2 separate regions of the Rattus norvegicus genome follow, and region 1 is linked to region 2. A link is a contact called in public Hi-C data. All regions are on one chromosome and are shown on one strand. Each heading gives the region's core, a stretch centred on a gene start, on an enhancer-like site or on the middle of the called end of the contact. The rest is flanking DNA. Distances are from core to core; before and after follow the strand shown.

The links. A called contact is a pair of places that touch in the nucleus more often than the background predicts.
Region 1: a contact with region 2 is called in a Hi-C map of frontal cortex, with 2.1 times the contacts expected there. The contact joins the promoter of Cox7a2l here to the promoter of Kcng3 in region 2. A contact is called at or near these places in 2 of 12 Hi-C or Micro-C datasets (frontal cortex and mammary epithelial cells).

What each region holds. Positions count from the first base shown.
Region 1 is chr6:16,933,448-16,939,726 of GRCr8, forward strand. Cox7a2l (cytochrome c oxidase subunit 7A2 like) reads left to right here and starts at 3,348. Exons shown (of 3, transcript NM_001399340.1): 1 at 3,348-3,504. The coding sequence starts at 3,433. It overlaps LOC134479098 (a long non-coding RNA gene), which reads right to left and starts at 3,297. Exons shown (of 2, transcript XR_010052175.1): 1 at 2,804-3,297.
Region 2 is chr6:16,800,152-16,806,579 of GRCr8, forward strand. Kcng3 (potassium voltage-gated channel modifier subfamily G member 3) reads left to right here and starts at 3,691. Exons shown (of 2, transcript NM_133426.2): 1 at 3,691-4,388. The coding sequence starts at 3,733.

The sequences.
Region 1 (6,279 bases), core at 2,098-4,597, 130 kb after region 2:
TCCAAAACATGTCCAGAGATAGGAGGGAGATGGGAGCTCTCCTAAACCATTCACTTTTCTTACTCCAGATCAACCTAGGAAAAACCTGTCCTTACACCCAGTATTTGCTAGCAAGCTGCCTCCTCCTCCTCCTCCTCCTCTTCCTCCTCCTCCTCTTCCTCCTCTGCTTCTTCTCCTCCTCCTCCTCTGCTTCTCCTCCTCCTCTTCCTCCTCCTCCTCTTCTTCTCCTTCTCCTCCTCCTCCTCCGCTTCTTCTCCTTCTCCTCCTCTGCTTCTCCTTCTCCTCCTCTGCTTCTCCTCCTCCTCCTCTGCTTCTCCTTCTCCTCCTCTGCTTCTTCTCCTCCTCCTCCTCTGCTTCTCCTCCTCTTCTTCCTCCTCCTCCTCTGCTTCTCCTTCTCTTCTTCCTCCTCCTCCTCTGCTTCTCCTTCTCCTCCTCTGCTTCTCCTCTTTCTCCTCCTCCTCTTCCTCCTTCTTCCTCTTCCTCTTCCTCTTCTTAAAAATGCCAACATTTGATTAGTTTAAAATGATTTAGAGCAGTGTTTCTCAACCTGTGGACCCGTGAGCCACTTGGGGGTCACATATCAGATACCCTGCATATCAAATATTTACATTTCAATTCGTAACATTAGCAAAATCACAGTTATAAATTAGCAATGAAAATAATTTTGTGGTTCAGGGTCACCATAGCACGAGGAACTGTATTAAAGGGTCCGCAGCATTAGGAAGGTTAAGAACCACTGAATTAGAATAACCAAGATCGGACTGGAGAGATGGCTCAGCAGTTAAGAGCACTGACTGCTCTTCCAGAGGCCCTGAGTTCAATTCCCAGCAACCACATGGTGGCTCACAACCATCTGTAATGGGATCCGATGCCCTCTTCTGGTGTGTCCAAAGACAGCTACAGTGTACTCATATACAAGAAATAAATAAATAAATCTAAAAAAAAAAGATCTGTGTTAATTAACTGTGTTAATTAGGCTTCTTATCTATAGTCAAGCTCTGTGGAAAACTGAAAGGATAAAGCAGCTAAGGCCATGAGCTTACCATAAGCTTTATAATTTCCTGAATGGTTGACTCTCTGACTAGGAGCAAAGGAGACAAGGTAACGATGGCTACTCCTCCACTAAAGAGGTAAAGAGGTTCCAAATTAGGTTTAAATTAGGCTCAATTCTTTCAGTTGTGGAGAAACTAGAACTCAAACAGAAATTTCGATTTTTCTTTTTCTTCTCTTTTTTACATTATCCCATGCCTTTGTAAAGGCACCATCTTGGCTAGAATTATGTCAACTTGACACACTAACTAGTATTATCTGAAAGGAGGAAACCTCAACTGAGAAAATGCACAGAATTGAGAAACTTCCACAAAAATCTGACTGTAAGGCATTTCTTATATTTTTGGTTGTAGCCTTTAACGGCTGAGTCATCTCTCCAGCCTTGTAAGGCATTTTCTTAACTAATGATTGATGTGGGAAGACCCAGCCATTATGGGTAGTACTACCCCTGGGCTGGTGGTCCTGGGTTCTATAAGGAAGCAAGCTGAGCAAGCCAGGGAAAGCAATTCAGTAAGCCATGCCCCTCCATGGCCTCTGCATCAGCTCCTGCTTCCTGACCTGCTTGAGTTCCTTCCCTGACTTCCTTTGGTGATGAACAGCAATGTGGAAGTGTAAGCTGCATAAACCCTCCCCTCCCCAACTTGCTCCCCCTCCCCAACCCCCCCCCCAGCTGAAGACCGAACCCAGGGCCTTGCGCTTACTAGGCAAGCGCTCTACCACTGAGCTAAATCCCCAACTCCCCCAACTTGCTTTTTGGTCATGGCGTTTGGTTGCAGCAACAGAATAACTCAGACTGGACAGTAACCTTGGATTACTTATCATTAGAAGAAGCTGGAATCTTTGCTGTCCAGGGTATTAGAGGTGCTGAATTTATAAAGATCACATCTTTGCTCAGGAGTGCACAGTTTTGACTCTTTTTTTTCTTAGAATGGATTTATATCTATTTATCTGTACTCTTGAGCCTGGTGACTAACTCTGCCACTAATTGCTGGCCTCAGCAATTACTTCATTTTTCTGGGCCTCATTATCCTGTGCTGTAAAACAGAGATGGTCTAGAGTAGTGGGGGTTCAATACATTTAGAGAAAATACTACATCAAGCTTAGCATTAGCTATTTATTACCAATTTACATTTAAAATACAGTGTATGCAAACCTATCAGGTGTGCGCAGAAACCTCTGGTTAAATGATAGGACTAAAAACTTGTCTCTGGAGCGTAAGAAACCAGCACACTCCTTTTATGTAGCTTTTGCCTCAGAGTGGAAGTTTAAGCCCCACCGCGTGGCGCTGAGTACTACTATAACCAGGAAGCTGTAACTGAGCTGCATCATTCAAGCAGAAGGTAGAGATTTCACAAGTGTTCCAAGTCACCTCCCCTGCAGGCATTTATCTCAAAGAACAGAGGCCAGGGAGAGATGAGCAACCAATTCCCATAAATGAATGCAGAAGACAGTGATCTCACTCTCAAAAGAAGCAAGATGCACACACAGGTGCTTTATGTTTTGATTAAGTGTACGCCTTCTGCGCAAAGCCTACAGGTTCCTCCCCTACCCTTTCTCCCTCTCCCTTTCCTTCCCTCCCTACTTCCCTTCCTCTCTCCCTCTTTCTTCTCTCTTCCTCTCTCCCTTCCTGCTCTCCCTCCTTCTCCTCTCTCTCCTCTTTCTCCCCTCTCACTCTTCTCCTTCTTTCCCTTCTCTCCTCTCTTCCTCTCACCATCTCCTCCCTCCCTCCCTCTCCTCTCTTCTCTTTTCTCACCTTTCCTCTTCTCTCTCCTAGATCACTCTTCTCCTTTCTGGTCACTTTTCCAGGCATTAAGACAGAATTTCGCTTACAAGTAATGTACTCACTGCCGGCTCCAAAAAGCTGCTCTTGACTTAATTGAGGTGAAATTCCTAACAACCCTAGGAACTTAAGACCCCTCAACAGATACTAATAACCCTCAAATGGGGCGGGACCTGGACCTGACGAGACCCCGCCTACGTGCCGGGCCCCGCCCCCAGTTCCAGGCCCCGCCCAGAACGCTCTGGGCGAGTGGCGCTCTCAGCCGCCCTCTTTGTCCAAAGGACGCTTGCGCATCTGTCATAGCGTCTTGGTACTGCCCACATACAAATGAGCAGCACAAAGAAGCCTGAGTTTTCGGAAAGCCTCAGCACAGCTTCTTTCCATGTCTTTTAGAGCTTTTTACGTCCCTAAGTCTTGAGAGAGCGCGGTTTGTTTCCCTGACGTTGCTTAAGTGGGTATACTTTGGGTCAGGCGCTATCTAGACAGTCCTCATCTTGGATCTGGGTCCTTGCGCCGAGCTTTGGGTGGGCCAAAGGGGAAGCCGGGTCCTTTTCTAGGGCGGTCGCACAGGCAGCGGCAGTGCGAAGCTGGCTTCAGCCAACATGTACTACAAGTTTAGCAGTTTCACGCAGAAGTTGGCTAGTGCTTGGGCTTCGGAAGCCTATACTCCGCAGGTACGGGTGTGCCGCGTCGCCTTGAGCGAGAGAACGGCGGCCCGAGGCAGGCAGTCGCGACGTCCGAGCCGGGAGGGGTTTCTGCCGGCCTATGGGTCCGGCTTACTCGCGTCTCCTGGAATCCTTTCACGCAGGCTTGGAGCAGTCGCCGAGGTTTCTCTGTGTGTACGGCACCCTAGGCAAGGTTTGCATGGCACAAAACATAGGTCTGATACCTTGCGGGGGTCAAGGTGACCCTTGGGGTGGCTGCTTATTTAAGATGGATTTCCCGTAGAGTCTGTGGTGCGCAGGAGACTTAACTGAATTTGAGTTTCCGCTCTCTCTCCTTGAGGTGGCCTTTGTGACTTCCCTACGTTACTACTCCTGTCACTTCTCAGAAAGCAGCTTCACCAGCTACCAAATGGAAGACTGAGGAGGGCGGGATTGAGAAGCTTGCTCATAAGGCATGGATTTTTTTTTCCTATACTGAGGAGAGCATGGGGAGTGACAGCCAACAACGTTTAAGCTTTCGCTAATTTTAAAGTAGCAGACGGTGACCGTGACCACTGGGCGATCTGACATTTATCCAGACAGATCCTACTGATGACGCTTCCATCTCCAGCCTCAGTGTTGTGAAAATGTGGTATTTTAGAGGTCCATTCATACTGGGTTAGTACTAAATTTAGCAGCCTTGATCTAGTGACCTTGACGGCTACTTTTTTTTTTGTGAGCAAAAGCATTTTCTGGTTCAGGGCAGTATTAATTTGGGTTAAATGCTATGTGTCGAGTGAGCGGGGTTTTTTTGGCAGATGGTTGGTGCCGGATAAATGATATATATATTCTCCAGAAGCTGAATCATTGCTCTGAGTGGATCGAGAAGCCTTGCTGGAACACGAAGCTGAAAAGCCTTAGCTAGAATAGTGACTCGTATGGGCTGTAACAGAGACTGGTTATTGCCTCATGTCTACCCTTACAGGACACATCTTAAGGGAGAGTGTTTAAGTAGGATTTCAATCCAAGATTAGATGTACTTTCAGGATAATGGAGGCCAAGAAGGACTGAGTTTGAATTTTATGGGAGGCTGAAGAGGAAAAGTCTTAAGTGTTTTTAGGTGTTCAGTTTTTGGTGATATGATGTATCTGGTAGCTGCTGAGTTTTATGAATGTGGTGTTTAGCAGACATGGCTGGTAGGCGGCTCTTTGCTGATGGAGAGATCATTCTGGAAGTACATAAATTAAAAAAAAAGAGAGACGATTGTTCCATTACAGAAATGTGAAAGGGAATGAGGAAAATTCACTCAGAACAGTCCAGGGTTAGAAGGGAAGCTAATGTGGTATCTGGAAAGCCCAGTGTAATGAGTTGTAAGGAAAGGATTGCCAGTATTGTCTGATTTCTTGACAGAAGACGTAGGGAAATGGCTGTTTCCATTGTACCTTCTGTAGTGCATACGTATATGAGTGTTTTGTCTTCATGCCGTCTGGTCTGCAGAAGCCAGAGGAGGTTCCAGATCTCCTGGAACTGGAATTACAGCCAGTTGGGAGTCATGTGGGTGCAGGGTATTAAACTTGGGTCCTCCCTAAAGAGCAGCCCGTGCTCTTAACTGCTTCACCATTTCTCTAGTCCTGTAGATTGTTTTTAGTAGAGCTGAAGCAAAGTCTAAGCTTTGTTGTTTAGAAGGAGAAAGTAAAAATCTGACTAAATGACGACATGAAATTGATATTCAGAGCAGGAATTGCCTAATGATGCCCTTGATATAGACAGGACATCCAGGGTGGGGTGTGTTTGGCTCCCCTTGAATTAGATTTCACCCTAGTATTAGAATTTCTAAGTTACTCAAAAACATTTATTTATATGGTTGTAGGGATTGAGTCCAAGACTTCATAAATGCTAGACACGTGCTTTCTCACTGAGCTCCATCTCCAGCTCATTTAAACTTTGCTTAGGCGGTGTGGAAAGAAGCAAGGTTAGGTGGACGTTTATAAATTGTAGATTTGGGCTGGCTCCACGGTCCCTATAGACTTGTGTCCACAGATAGCACTGGGGGAACCAGGAACGTTAAAACTGTCAGGCTCTCAACAAAGGGGACTTACACCATTTACATCCAGAAAGCTGGGACTGGATCTATTCAGTGACCTGGTGACCTTTTGCTATCTGTAGGTCTGTGCTTCACCCTGAACCCCACAGGATATTACGCCTACCCCAGATTTCCGAGCACTGTTTCTCAGTCAGTAGAACCCATTAGTATGGAAGGGTTCCTGTGTACTTGCAGAAGAGCTGACTTGCTTATTCCAGACCCTTCCTCCCTAGACCCTTATTCTGAGCACTGTTTCCCGCAGCATAGATACTTTGCTAAAGAAATGCACTTTGCAAATGCGTGTCTTAGTTTGGGTGTCTTCATTTGAGAGTGTCTTGGCTAGGTGTTCATTGCAAAAGGCCATGACAAAAAACAACTCTGGGAGGAAAGGGTTTATTTTGTCTTAGCAGCTCTACCGATCACTGCGCGAGGTAGGGACTGAAGAGGAAGCCATAGTGGAGCACGACTTATTACTTTTTGACAATTGATTTATCTCTTAAGCTTGTTGTGATAATTGTCAAGAGAAAAGTTTTGCCCATAGTTGTTCTGTGTTCATTAAATATGTCAAAAATAAACTGCTCAGGGTCAGACCCTAGAAGTTGAACCAGATTTCTCTTGCCTCGTGAGAATCACTCCTCTGCCTGCTCTAGCATTTTCAGGGTCACGCTCATCCCCTCTCCTCCGTGCTCTGACCTCATAATTAGTAGTGTTTTGTCTTCCTT
Region 2 (6,428 bases), core at 2,441-4,940:
CCTACAGCTCCGGTTAAGTTGATAAAGTCAGAGGCGGAACCATTCTGCATGTACGAATAAGCCGTTCATCAGTAGGTGCCTCCTGGCAGTAGTACACTGGACAGATGGTACTGATTATGTCCACCAAGATGCAAACTCCACCTGCTTCCGTATCTGCACTCAGAATGGAGTCAACAGCTGCCTGTAAAACGGAGTGTCTCAGAGCATGGCATAGCTGGAAAAACCTGTTTTGCACAATATGGAGTAATTTAGGACAGGGCACGGCCCCCCTTGCTCAACACCAGGGGTGCAGGAATTCACATTGAGCCCAGAGCTAGCAGTACAGAGAAGAGAACTGTTCAATCAGTGTTTGATGTTTCAGGTTACCTATTTCTGGATTGGTGCATTTTTCTATGAATCATGTATTTACAATGACATGGCATATTTGCACTAATGGAAGTCATACATGAGATGGGATTTCTCCAGGGTCACACACCGAGCTGTCTACTACCCTCACGCTATCTGTGTCACTTAACACCCAGAGCCCCTTTTCCTCATCTCCCTCTTATGCATGAGGGATTTGTTAGCTGTCACTTGGCAAATACGTTTTGCAGCCAGCTTCCCACAGAGGATGAGCCCAGCAGCCATCTTGGACAACCTGAATGCTGGGATTACAAGAGTGTTCCACTAAACCCAGTTCATTTGATTCAGACTTCATGGATGCAACCACTTTATCAACTAGGCTACCTCCCCAGCCAGGACTTTGGAGAATAGCTTCATGTAGCCCAGGCTGGCCCCAGGTTTCCATTTCGAGTTTGAAGTAGTGATGACTTGGAGAAAAGGAAAGACTGCCTGGGGGAATTGCACGGGTCCCTGGGGCAGGAAAGAATGATGGGGAGAAGTTGTGATGACAATCTAGATGCTGGACATGGGAGCGACTAGAGCTAGGATTGGCTTGAGCCTTCCTCCTCCCACACTGCTGTGGCTAGAGGGTCTCTATCGAGTTCCAGCCACATTTGCACAAACCTTTGTTACTCCTCTCTGAAATGGGTGAACACATTGAGAATGGAAAGAAGAAAAAAAAACCCACCTTCTTTCAAGCTCAAATCCTTCCTGATGCTTTTCACATTTTAACGTGTGCTGAGGATTTACACATGACGACCCCAGACACCATCCTGAACCCAGAAGAGAAGCCGAGTGTAATAATTCTCCCTGTAGACGTCCTCTCAGAACACGGTGGTGCAGGACAGTTTGTAAGAATGTTTTCTAAGCCAGGTTAGACTGAGACAAAGCCATCATTCTGTATACTCTGTTTGAGAAAATGACTTGAACATTGCTGTTGGGTTACTGATATCATAACCAGCTAAGAGCAAGAGTTATATTAGGAACAAAGAAAATGATTTAAACCTATCCAGCCAATAAATATTATGAAAATACACTTATGAGGCATACACTGCATTGTCACCAAATTAATTTGTTTTCCAAGTTCGAATTTAATTTAAAAAGAGATATTTCTCTAACTGCCTCCAACAGCAGACTGTAAAGGGATTTTTGCATAGAGAGCACAGGAAATAAATATAGTAATGTTCAAGTAACCAACACAATGGCTGTACTCTTTTGCTTGTTGCTTTTAGCAACTTGCTGGTGAATTGGCTCTGGCTGGTGAGAAGCCAGGCTGGTGGCTGGTTCTCACCGGCTTTTATTTTTTTTTCCCCCCACTCTGGTCACTGTGTCCTATGACATATCTATCCATTACGAAGACCTGCTAGATACTGGCCTGGGTTTCTCATAACTGGCCTTCATTTTTACTGACACGAGGTTAGGGTTTCTATTCCTGGCTTGCCGAAAGAGCCTTTTCCTTAGAATAACCCACAGGGCAGAGCATCTTCCTAAACTAAGGCTTTCATCTAGCCACTTCTGTTATTGAAGCTTCAGGGATCCCGTTGCAGATAGCCCGGCGTGGACACCGGTCTCGGAACTCCCGTTGTTCCAGCCAGACAAATGCATTAGCTTTCTTTGCAGTCGCTAATCTTTCGCATCTGGGATCTGCTCCCCGGAATCCTTGGCTCCTTCTGCCAGCACCTCCTTCCATTCCGTATTGAATTCACTTCCTTCAGGATGTTTTCCTCGCTTAGTAGCTACTTAGCAGATAAATAACTCTTGTTTTTGAGCTTTTAATCACATTAAGTGCTTTAGAAAATAAATGATCCAAGTCTACGGATAAACAGCTTAGAGAGATTTTCATTCTCTAAGAACCACCCAGGGTGACTTTGTCAGAAACAACTCAAATTTGCAGGCGGCTGTGTTTTCACATCTACCCTAGAACCAGAGCAAATGGCTCTTTATGGTGACCTCTAGCGGGCACCGGGCAGTCTTACAAAATTATGAAAGTGGAGGAGAAAGTAAAACCCTTCCCCAGGTACTCTGTCCCACCCCTCCGCCCTCTTATTCATTCTTATATCCAGTGTTTGTTTTGCATCCAACATCGTCTCCCTTACATACAACTCACCTGTTTCTTGCCTTTGACGGGCTGGGCTGCCGGTGTCGCATGTGTGAACTGCTGTTTAAAATAATGCCTGCCAAGTCGAACCCCACTCCTCCAAGCCTTAACACTGCCTCTGCGTTTGGAGGGCCGGTGCCGCAGTCGCACCGGGGTGCAACGGGGAGGGAAGGAGTGGACATCGAGATAGCATGAAAAAGAAAATGCAAGATCGAGGCAATGAGACATTCTGGCCTTGCCAGTGAAAGAAGATTCTCTTCAGATTGCCACCCCACTCCACCAGAGGCATCGTGAGAGCGGTGTAGGACCCCGAGGCTGGGAAAGCGGGGGACTAGGGCGAGTCCGCTGGCCCATAACATCCCTCAGGGAGCGAGGGGTGGGGGAAGCTTGGTGCGCGGCCGCCTTCGGAGCGCACTGCACGTGGGGCGCCCCACGCGCGGAGAGGAAGCGCAAAGTCGGCAGGCAAAGCCGCGACTGGGTTGCTTGCTTTGAGAAATCCTTTGGGGCGGCCTTAGAAGCCGACCAGGGTTCCCAACAGTCTCTGGCAAAGTCTTATCCAGACGCCGTCTGCTGCCTACTTCAAACCTCGCACCTTGGTCCTCACCTCTGCACCCCTCCTTCTCTCCTGTTTCGTCCCTTCGGGGACTGTTCAAAGGAGCCTGGGGGAGGTGTGCCCACCATCCCGATGGCTCCGGGGCTCCCCGCAGCTCGCATCACGCCCCGCGCACCCCTCCCGGCCACTGCGGGCGGGGGCGCACGGCGTCACGAGGCGGGGAGCCCGAGGTCCGGGGCGGGGCGCCGGGGAATCCCAGCCCGAGCGAGCCGGGAGGTGCGGGTGCGGGCGCGGGCGGGCAAGGAGGTGCGCGCGGAGGGAGAGGAGCGCGCGGAGCCGGCGGGCGAGGAGGAGGACGGCGAGGGAGGCCCCGCCCCCGCCTCCCGGAGCCCGCTCCTCGCCGCCGCCGAGCCCGCTCACTTTGCCTTTCGCCTCTGGACGGCGGCCGGGCTGCGTGCGCCGGGGACCCGGGAGACCTGCCCACGGAGCCTCGGCTAACGCTCGCCCTCCGGGAGACCGGCGCCACCTGGAGCTGCGGATAGCCACCCGGACTCCTAAGGGCGAACCCGGGAGCGAGGGGCGGCGGCGCTGACACCGCGGGGGACACGGGCGGCGCGGGGCGCGAGCCCCGGGGAAGCGCGGGCCCCGACGGCGCGGCCACCCCGTGCGCGCGGCGGGCAGGCCCCCGGGGCGGCCAGCCATGACCTTCGGGCGCGGCGGGGCGGCCTCGGTGGTGCTGAACGTGGGCGGCGCCCGGTACTCGCTGTCCCGGGAGCTGCTCAAGGACTTCCCGCTGCGCCGTGTGAGCCGGCTGCACGGCTGCCGCTCGGAGCGCGACGTGCTCGAGGTGTGCGACGACTACGACCGGGAGCGCAACGAGTACTTCTTCGACCGGCACTCGGAGGCCTTCGGCTTCATCCTGCTGTACGTGCGCGGCCACGGGAAGCTGCGCTTCGCGCCGCGGATGTGCGAGCTCTCCTTCTACAACGAGATGATCTACTGGGGCCTGGAGGGCGCGCACCTGGAGTACTGCTGCCAGCGCCGCCTAGACGACCGCATGTCCGACACCCACACCTTCCACGCGGCAGACGAGCTGGGCCGCGAGCAGCCTCGTCCCACCGGGCCCGAGGCGGCTCCCTCCCGGCGCTGGCTGGAGCGCATGCGGCGGACCTTCGAGGAGCCCACGTCGTCGCTGGCCGCGCAGATCCTGGCCAGCGTGTCCGTGGTGTTCGTGATCGTGTCTATGGTGGTGCTGTGCGCCAGCACGCTGCCGGACTGGCGCGCGGCGGCCGCCGACAACCGCAGTCTGGATGACCGGAGCAGGTACTCCGCCAGCCCTGGGAGGGAGCCCTCCGGGTAGGACGCACAGCTTCTTTGCCCGTCCAGTCCGTCCAGTCCCGTCTCTCCGTACCGTCCGTTCGTCCGTCCGTCCAGTCTCCGTCCTGTCTGCCTGGCAGCTCAGCTAGGCTTTTTCTTGCCCCTGGAGGCCCCTGGCGCTCCAAACCAGGGATGTGAGGGATGTGTGGCTCCCAACCCCGCCCCTCTTTCCATTAGCCAGCGGGGTGTGCTTGGGTCTCACCTTTTATAGGAAAACCCCCAGGCGGTATAGTTTAGTTCTGACCAAATAGCAACCTGCTAATTAGATTTTCCAAACTTTTATTGCTAAAATGCAATAATTTGCACGATAATTCAGTTTGAGCTAAGAGCTCTTTGAAATCTGTGCCAATGCTGGTGGTGTTTGAAAAGATGAAGTCTCATTTCGGTGAAATGTGGTCTGCTTCAGTGCCCACACATTTTGCACACCCTGCCCCTGGCGTAATGTGTGCTGGGATGGAGTTGCCGTGTTATAAAGGAGGCTAATTTAGCGATAGACTCTGAATAATGGATGTCTGTGCCCTTTTTCTTCTCCTTTCCGACCAAGTGTGGACCTAGCAAATTCCTTTCCTCAGTGTGGTATTAAAGATTTAGGGTTTTATTCAGAGGGCCTTCAGTATGGGGAAGAAAACAAAAACATCTATTGCCCTGGGAGAGAAGAAAAAGCGAAACTTCCCCAAACCCAGAACAGGTTTGGGTCATTGAAGTGTCCCCACCCCCACTTTACTAGGGTGAAAAGAAAATACTTTAATCTCTCCTGAGATCCTGCTTACCTCTTAATGGTGATAACACTCTCCTGTTTTTAGAACGAGTGAGTTTATTTTGCATATTTGGTGGGAGGAATAAGCAGACTAAAGTTGGACTTACAGAGCAGACAGCCATTTTGGGCATAAAACCCCAACAGTATCTTCCCTTTTGCCATTTGTTTGATAACTCTTCTAAGAGTCCTCCCCCACTCATTTTCTGGCTTAATTTTTTTTCTCCATTCACTTTCAAGTCAAGGCTGTGTGCTGTAATCTCTTCCTGGTGGGCCTGTGTATGCTAGGAACTGTGTCGTGTATAGATACAGCAGTGCCTGGCTTCCACAGAATATTCCTCTCTGTATGAGTCTTAGGTATAACCACAGTGGACTGGTGACACAGAGTTCATTGCCAGCATGCCATCTTGGCGTGAAATCTCAGATCTATGCTTAGAAAAGAAGAGAATTCGGAAACATCTTGTTTCGTGTGTTGGGTTGGGTCTCCACAGATAGGAATTGCTTCCTTGGTGCTCCAATCATACAATGGAATTGACTTCCCTATATAAATAAAGTGACCTTGATCATCTTTTTTTTGAAAGCGTCATAGAAAAATGAGCTGCGAGTGACCGGCTTTGAAAGGACTCATCAGTAAGGGTAGAATTCTAAGGTTAGTGATGGCCGGAGCTCATTAGCCAAGGCAACAGGAGAATTGACTGATAGGTTTAGATTTCGAGAGAGTTGATCACAGGGAGTCAATCGAGTGGTAACTTTATGGAAGGAAGGAGGGGGTTTGGGGAGAAAAATGGTTCATGTTAAAGCATTGGGATGAATACTAATTTTAGATAGAAGGAGAAGCTGGAGAAACCCAAAAGGGAGGGGACAGAGATAAAAGAGAGGCTGAGGAGGAAGTGAGGAAGACAGAGTAAGGCTCAGTGTGTGTATATGTATCTTAAGTATGTATATAATTATTCAAGTCAGACTGTTTCCTGGATACCCAGATATTTCAGGCATATGCACGTTTTTCTTGGCTTAATGGCCCAGTTTTAAGCTTCTTTCTATGAGTAGGTATACAAAAGCCCGTGTCTGTAATCCCAGATAAACCAGGGCAGGGCAGAATATTGAAGAAGATGTTGCATTAGGAAGCCCCTCGCTGGCCTCCTTCCACAGGATTGTGGCAGCTGGCATTTTATAGTTGCTCAGTGCCAGCCAGCCTGTGCCCACTAAAATGAGTCCACAGCCCTCTGATAGTTGAGAATTCCTTCCATCCCCTTGGAGACCTGCCA